2 separate regions of the Canis lupus genome follow, and region 1 is linked to region 2. The links are chromatin contacts, called in public Hi-C maps. All regions are on one chromosome and are shown on one strand. Each heading gives the region's core, a stretch centred on a gene start, on an enhancer-like site or on the middle of the called end of the contact. The rest is flanking DNA. Distances are from core to core; before and after follow the strand shown. Region 1 holds the start of ZNF629 (zinc finger protein 629). Region 2 holds the start of ARMC5 (armadillo repeat-containing protein 5).

Region 1 (2,766 bases), core at 91-2,590, 530 kb after region 2:
TTTTGCTTGACATCCCACTTCCCTTGCTAGAATAAGGCTACATTGCTCATCTCTGTACTCCTAGGATCTAGGTAAATAATGTAGTGTCTGGTCAATAGTAGGTGTTCATCAATGACAAATGAATATAAGAAGGAAAGAAGCACATCTTCCTTTCTCCACTGGCAAAATTCTACCTTCTGGTTGCACTTCTACTATAGTATTCAACTCTGTTCTCCTGGAGACCCAAACCTCACTAAGCTCAGGTCTATCTCACAATCCAGTGGGTCCCCAAACCCATTCTGTGGTTGTTTCTCAGTGTCAGAATGCATAATTAGAATAGGCATACTCAGCAATGGGGAGAATCCCCACATCAGTTGACTGGGTCTCTGTGTGCCTGTGAAGGCAGGGCTGTGTCCGGTTGGCCACCCAGGCCCCATAGGGGATAAGCACAAGGGTAGAGCCTAATAACTAACTTTCCATTCCCTTACGATTTATTGATTTTCAGTTGGCAGTGGCTTTTCTTCCAGTCCCTTCCTTTGTTCCTCTGATCAGCTCTGAGAGGCAACTGTGGGGTAGTGGATGGTCGGGATAGGATAGGAATGGAGGTTTTTTCAGATGCAATTGATTTGCATGAACTTGTGTGATCTTGGGCAAGTCACGTCCCCGCCTGGACCTCAGTTGCCTCATCTGAAACTTGGAGCCAATAATCTTTTCCTCATGTTTGGGGTCCAGCATCCTTGAACATGTCAGGAACAGTGGGAACCAATTGCAGCACACGAGAGAAGCTGTATGTAAACCAAATTTTTGGAAAGTACTAGTTATTTCCAACCTTTAATTTTGAGAATCACGGGTAGGATTGCAGGCACTCTAGGAAATTAGGAAATTCAGTGCCAAAGAAAAATAAAAGCTCGTGGTAATCTGTAATAACCCCAGTTGAGGTTTTAATGTGTATACTTTTAAGATACTGTAAGGGATGCCGAGAGAGGCGGTTGGTGTAAATGAAAACAGCTCCAAACAAGGCGCCTGGGCTTTGGTTCAGCTGCGGTGTGACTTCAGTGCCCTCACCTGTAGAATGGGATCCCCAGGCCCTCTCCCCTCACAGCCTTTTGTGAAGCTCCGAGGAAACAAAGGAGGGACGCGTGCCTCCGAAGCGGCCGAGCGCGGGCGAGCCCGCCCCGGCGCCGCGGGGGTTAAGGGCACCGAGCGCCGCGCTCCAGTCCTAGAGCGGCCGCGGGCGGACTTCCGGCGCGGGGCGCCCCGGGGGCTGGTCAGCGCGCCGCCGCCTCGGGAAGGACGCTGGCTGGCTGTGGCGCTGCGCCGCGCGCTCGCGGTTTCCCCGTAGGCCGGCGGCGCCGCGGCGGAGGACTGTGCCTCTGAGGCCCGCCCCGCGGCGGCCTCCCCCCGGGGCCCTTTAGGCCGGGCCCCCGCCTCCCTGCCCCCGAGTTCCGGACTAGCGGTGTTCGACCGTGGGCGGCCTTGGTTTCCCCTGCTGTAAGGCGGGGCGTGAGGAGCCCGGGACAGGCCGAGGAGAGTCGGTTTCTTCAAATTACTTGCAGCCCGGGATCCACTGTATTCCCACCGCACAGTCAAGGAAACTGAGGCCGCCGCAGGGGGAGTCTAAGGACATCTCTGTGTGTCGGGAGCCCTACCTGAGTATCTCCTCTCACCCTCTTTACAACCTCTTGAGGCAGGTGCTGTTGTATCCACCTTTACCAGTAAGAAAAGTGAGGCTCAGAGCGATTTCCTCCAAAGTCATGATGATGCAGGTCAGTGGCTGAGTAGCGAGATCTGTAAGCTCAGGTTTGTCTCCCTTGACTGGCAGATCTGTTTGGGGGGGGGGGGGGCAGGGGGAATACTGAGGGCTTACGACCAAATCCTTTCACAAAGGGCAAAAGCTGAGAGGTGAAGGGGGCGGGAGGGAGTGTCACAGACCTGGCCAGGTTATAGAATAGTGGGCTTGGGTCAGGTGTCTGCATCCCTTCATTTTCCTCAAGGTGAAAGAATCAGATTTAACACCTTTAATAACAGTTTTGTTAAAATAAGGTTCACATATCATACAGTTCACCACAGTTCAGTGGTTCTTAGTATATTCATAGAATTGTGCAGCTATCACTATAGTCAACTCTAGAACATTTTTATTACAACCCCCCCTTTCCTGTCCCTCAGTCTTAAACTATCACTACTTTACTTTGTATCTCTAGATTTGCCATTTCCTATAAGGCCATAAATGGCCTTTTGTGACTGAGATAATCTTTTTTTAAACAGAGTCCAGGCCTCAGCTCAGAGCTTTGGCCTGTAACCATACCCAGCTAGAATTGAATAGCCTTGCTTTGATTTTGTTGTACTTGTTTTTACCACTCTGGGATGAATGATAGGTATTTCCTTTTTATGATAGTGATATGAAATTTCCTTTCTGAATAAATTTGCTTCCAAAAAAAAAGTGAGTTAACATTTTTAAAGGACAAGATTAAATAAATAGTAGTAGAGATAGTACACAATTATGTCCAAAAGTTGGGAAGGTAAGACATGAATGAAGTTTGGGAAACACCAGATTGATTTGAGGTTCTCCAGTACATCATCTTACTCATGAAACAGGCGCAGAAAAGTTAGTATGGTAACCTGTCCGAGGTCACCCAACCAGTGACAGAACCTAGACTTAACCTAAGGTCTAATTCCAAACACCACTACTTAACAAATCTGGACCTAAAACTGAGGGAGAAGAATGGATGAGCAGGCTTGAGAGAAGATTCTATTTTTTTTTTAATTTTTATTTATTTTTGATAATCA
Region 2 (2,700 bases), core at 72-2,571:
GCACGGCCCAAGGGTGTCTCGTTGGTAGCTGTGTCCTTTCCCCCACCTAGACCCTCCCCGGCCGCCGCCGTGAGCTGCGCGAGGCAGAACGAGAGCGAGTCCGTGAGGGTCGGTTTCGCAGCCGCCATCTTGGCTCAGGCCTAAGGCTCCGCCCCCCTCCTCGCCGCTCCTCCAAGGGAACGGAACTGGAAGAGAGGGGCGGGGCCGGGCACCTCCCCTCTGACGCTTTTTAAGCGGCGCCGCCGCAGTGATTTTGCAAGTTGGAAGTTGTAGTTCTCGGTCCCGGTGCTCTGCACAGTCGCAGGACGCACGTAGACAGTAGTGGTTACCTAATCCCTGTGCGCACCCCAGCGGCGCGTTCGGTGCATGCTGGGATATGTAGTCTGCCCCTTGCTTAGCACGCCGGGCTTAGGACCGAGGGGAAGCTCTCAGGGGGCTCGCCGTGGGCTGGTCCCTTTGGAGAACCCAGACATCCGACCTCGGAGTCTCAGTACCGTGCTGCTCCAGGTGCCGCGGCCACTCCGCCCCCACCCCCTCCACCCCGCGTGTCCACGACAGCGATCACCTTTTCCTTCCAGCTCGCTTCGCCGCCCCACAGCGATGGCCCGGGCGCCGAATTCCGCGCTGACGGATTCAGGATCGTGAGCCAGGCCCCAAAGTGTCAAATTCCTGACAGCGGCCGCAGATGCGGAGCTCTTGCTCAGTCAGGTGAAGGAGAGGGTTAAACCTACCGAGACCGTTCGCTGCCACTTCCTAGAGCGGCACGGGCTGGTGGACATTTCCGTTTCCGGTGCTGGCTCTGGGTCCGGAGTGTCTCCCGTCCTGGCTCCGCTTGTGAGCTGAGCGGCTGCTGTTTAGGAGACGGTGGTGGTGGTGGTGGTGGTGGTGGTTTTCACTGCAATGCAGTCAACGTGGCCAGAAGTGGCAAAGGAGAACTCGGACGGCGCGGAGCGGCAGGGGAAGCGGACATCCCGGGGAGCCCCGAGGTCCGCCCATCCCAGCGGGCCCTCCCTGGCGGCGACAGCCGGCCTCCTGGGAAATGCTGCTGGGTCTGAAATACCGATGTAGGTCAGGCTGTGGCCCAGGGAAGAGGCCTCTGGCAGGACCGTCTTGCAGTCCCCAAAGCCTTCGAGTGCCGGGAGTGTGGACTGACGGCATCCTGCCGCCCTGACCTCCTTCACCACCAAATCAGCCGCGCAGGTGACAATCAATCCCTATTGTTCTGGGTGTGGCAAGAGCTTCCAGCGAGGCTCACAACTAGTTAAGCGCCACCATGTACACACGGATGAGAAACCATACCCCTGCCCTGGCCTGAGTGTGGCGGCTGTTTCAGCCTCAGTTCCAACTTGTGCAACACCCTGGTTTCCCACTCAAGCCTCCAGTTTCACAAGCTCCCAGAGTGCAGGGAGGCCTCGGGCCGCGGCTCCAACCTGATTAAGCACCAGCGGAAGCCCTATAGCTGCTGAGTGTGGTAAGACTTTCAGTGTTCGCTCCATTCTAATCCAGCACCAGCAGGCACACAGGGGCGAGAAGCCCTACCGCTGGAGGGACTGTGTGGCAAGAGCTTCAGCCTTAGCTCCAGTCTGTTGCAGAACCAGCGCTCACACAGGGATGTGAAGCCCTTACTGCTGTGCCCAATCTGGTGACAGCTCTGGGTGCAGCTTTTATCTGTTCAAGCACCAGCATTCACACACTGGGGAGAAGCCCTATAATTACTGTAAATGTGTCAAGAACTTCAACAGCTCGTACAGCCTGGCACCAGCATAAGCATAGCGAAGAACAACCCCAAACATGGCCATGGCTTTAGTGAGCATACCCAATTCATTGAGCACCAGTGTATTCAATTGGGCGGACAACCCTATGCCCATTCAGAATGTGACAAAACCTTCTACCACAGCTCCAAGCTCCTTAAACACCAATGCATGCCCACAGGCGAGATACCCTGTAAGTGTCCCAGTTGCAGCAAGAGTTTTGTAGGCAGTTTAGATCTGCTGCAGCACCAACATACTCACACAGGCCAGAAGCCTTAACATTTGCCCTGAGTGTGGCAAGAGCTTCAGGCAGAGTGCTCATCTACCAGGTGGCCCACAGTGGTAAGAAGCCCTGTGTCTCCCTCCAGTGTGCGGCAAGGTATTTGCCAGCAGCTCCAACCTAGGCCAGCACCAACAGATGTTCCAGGGTGGCAGCCCCTGCCAATATCCCTAGCTTCAGTTTCAGCCCAAACTTCAGTTCTGACTTTGGTCCAGTCCTCAAGAAGCCTGAGCATCTCTAAGCAAATCTCTTTTCTGCTCCTCTAGGGCTGTTGATTGGTGGACTGAAATCAGGGAAACCCAGGCTGGAAGAATTAGGACAGTAGAGCCTTCAAAGAGCCTTCCCCAAAAAGAAGGCTTAAGTATGTTTTTTGAGGACCCAGAGACAGAATGTCAGCTGGAGGGAGAGTTTTTAGATGGTAGGAGCTACCTGGCCCAGCTGATTCCAGATGTAGGGACACCTTTGGCAGCTGCCGATCAGATCCCTTCATGGGCCTAAGGAATGATGGGATTAATCATTTCAAGAGCAACAATTGCCTCACCCCAGAGGCATGGGACCAGATATCAGGCACCCCTGTGAAAGAGAACCATCTACAGGGGTGTAAGCTAGGGCTGGTAGGGCCCACAACCAAAGGACCAGGAGACCTGTCTGATAAGTTCATGCTTTGTG

Evidence for each region. A called contact is a pair of places that touch in the nucleus more often than the background predicts.
Region 1: a Hi-C map of blood shows a contact between it and region 2, with 4 times the contacts expected there. The contact joins the promoter of ZNF629 here to the promoter of ARMC5 in region 2. A contact is called at or near these places in 2 of 9 Hi-C or Micro-C datasets (both in blood).

Annotation. Positions count from the first base shown.
Region 1 is chr6:17,478,416-17,481,181 of UU_Cfam_GSD_1.0, forward strand. It overlaps ZNF629 (zinc finger protein 629), which reads left to right and starts at 1,341. Exons shown (of 5, transcript XM_038539783.1): 1 at 1,341-1,745. The region is part of intron 1 of LOC111096249 (a long non-coding RNA gene); the gene reads right to left.
Region 2 is chr6:16,948,379-16,951,078 of UU_Cfam_GSD_1.0, forward strand. It overlaps ARMC5 (armadillo repeat-containing protein 5), which reads right to left and starts at 1,322. Exons shown (of 6, transcript XM_038539723.1): 1 at 1-1,322. The coding sequence starts at 128.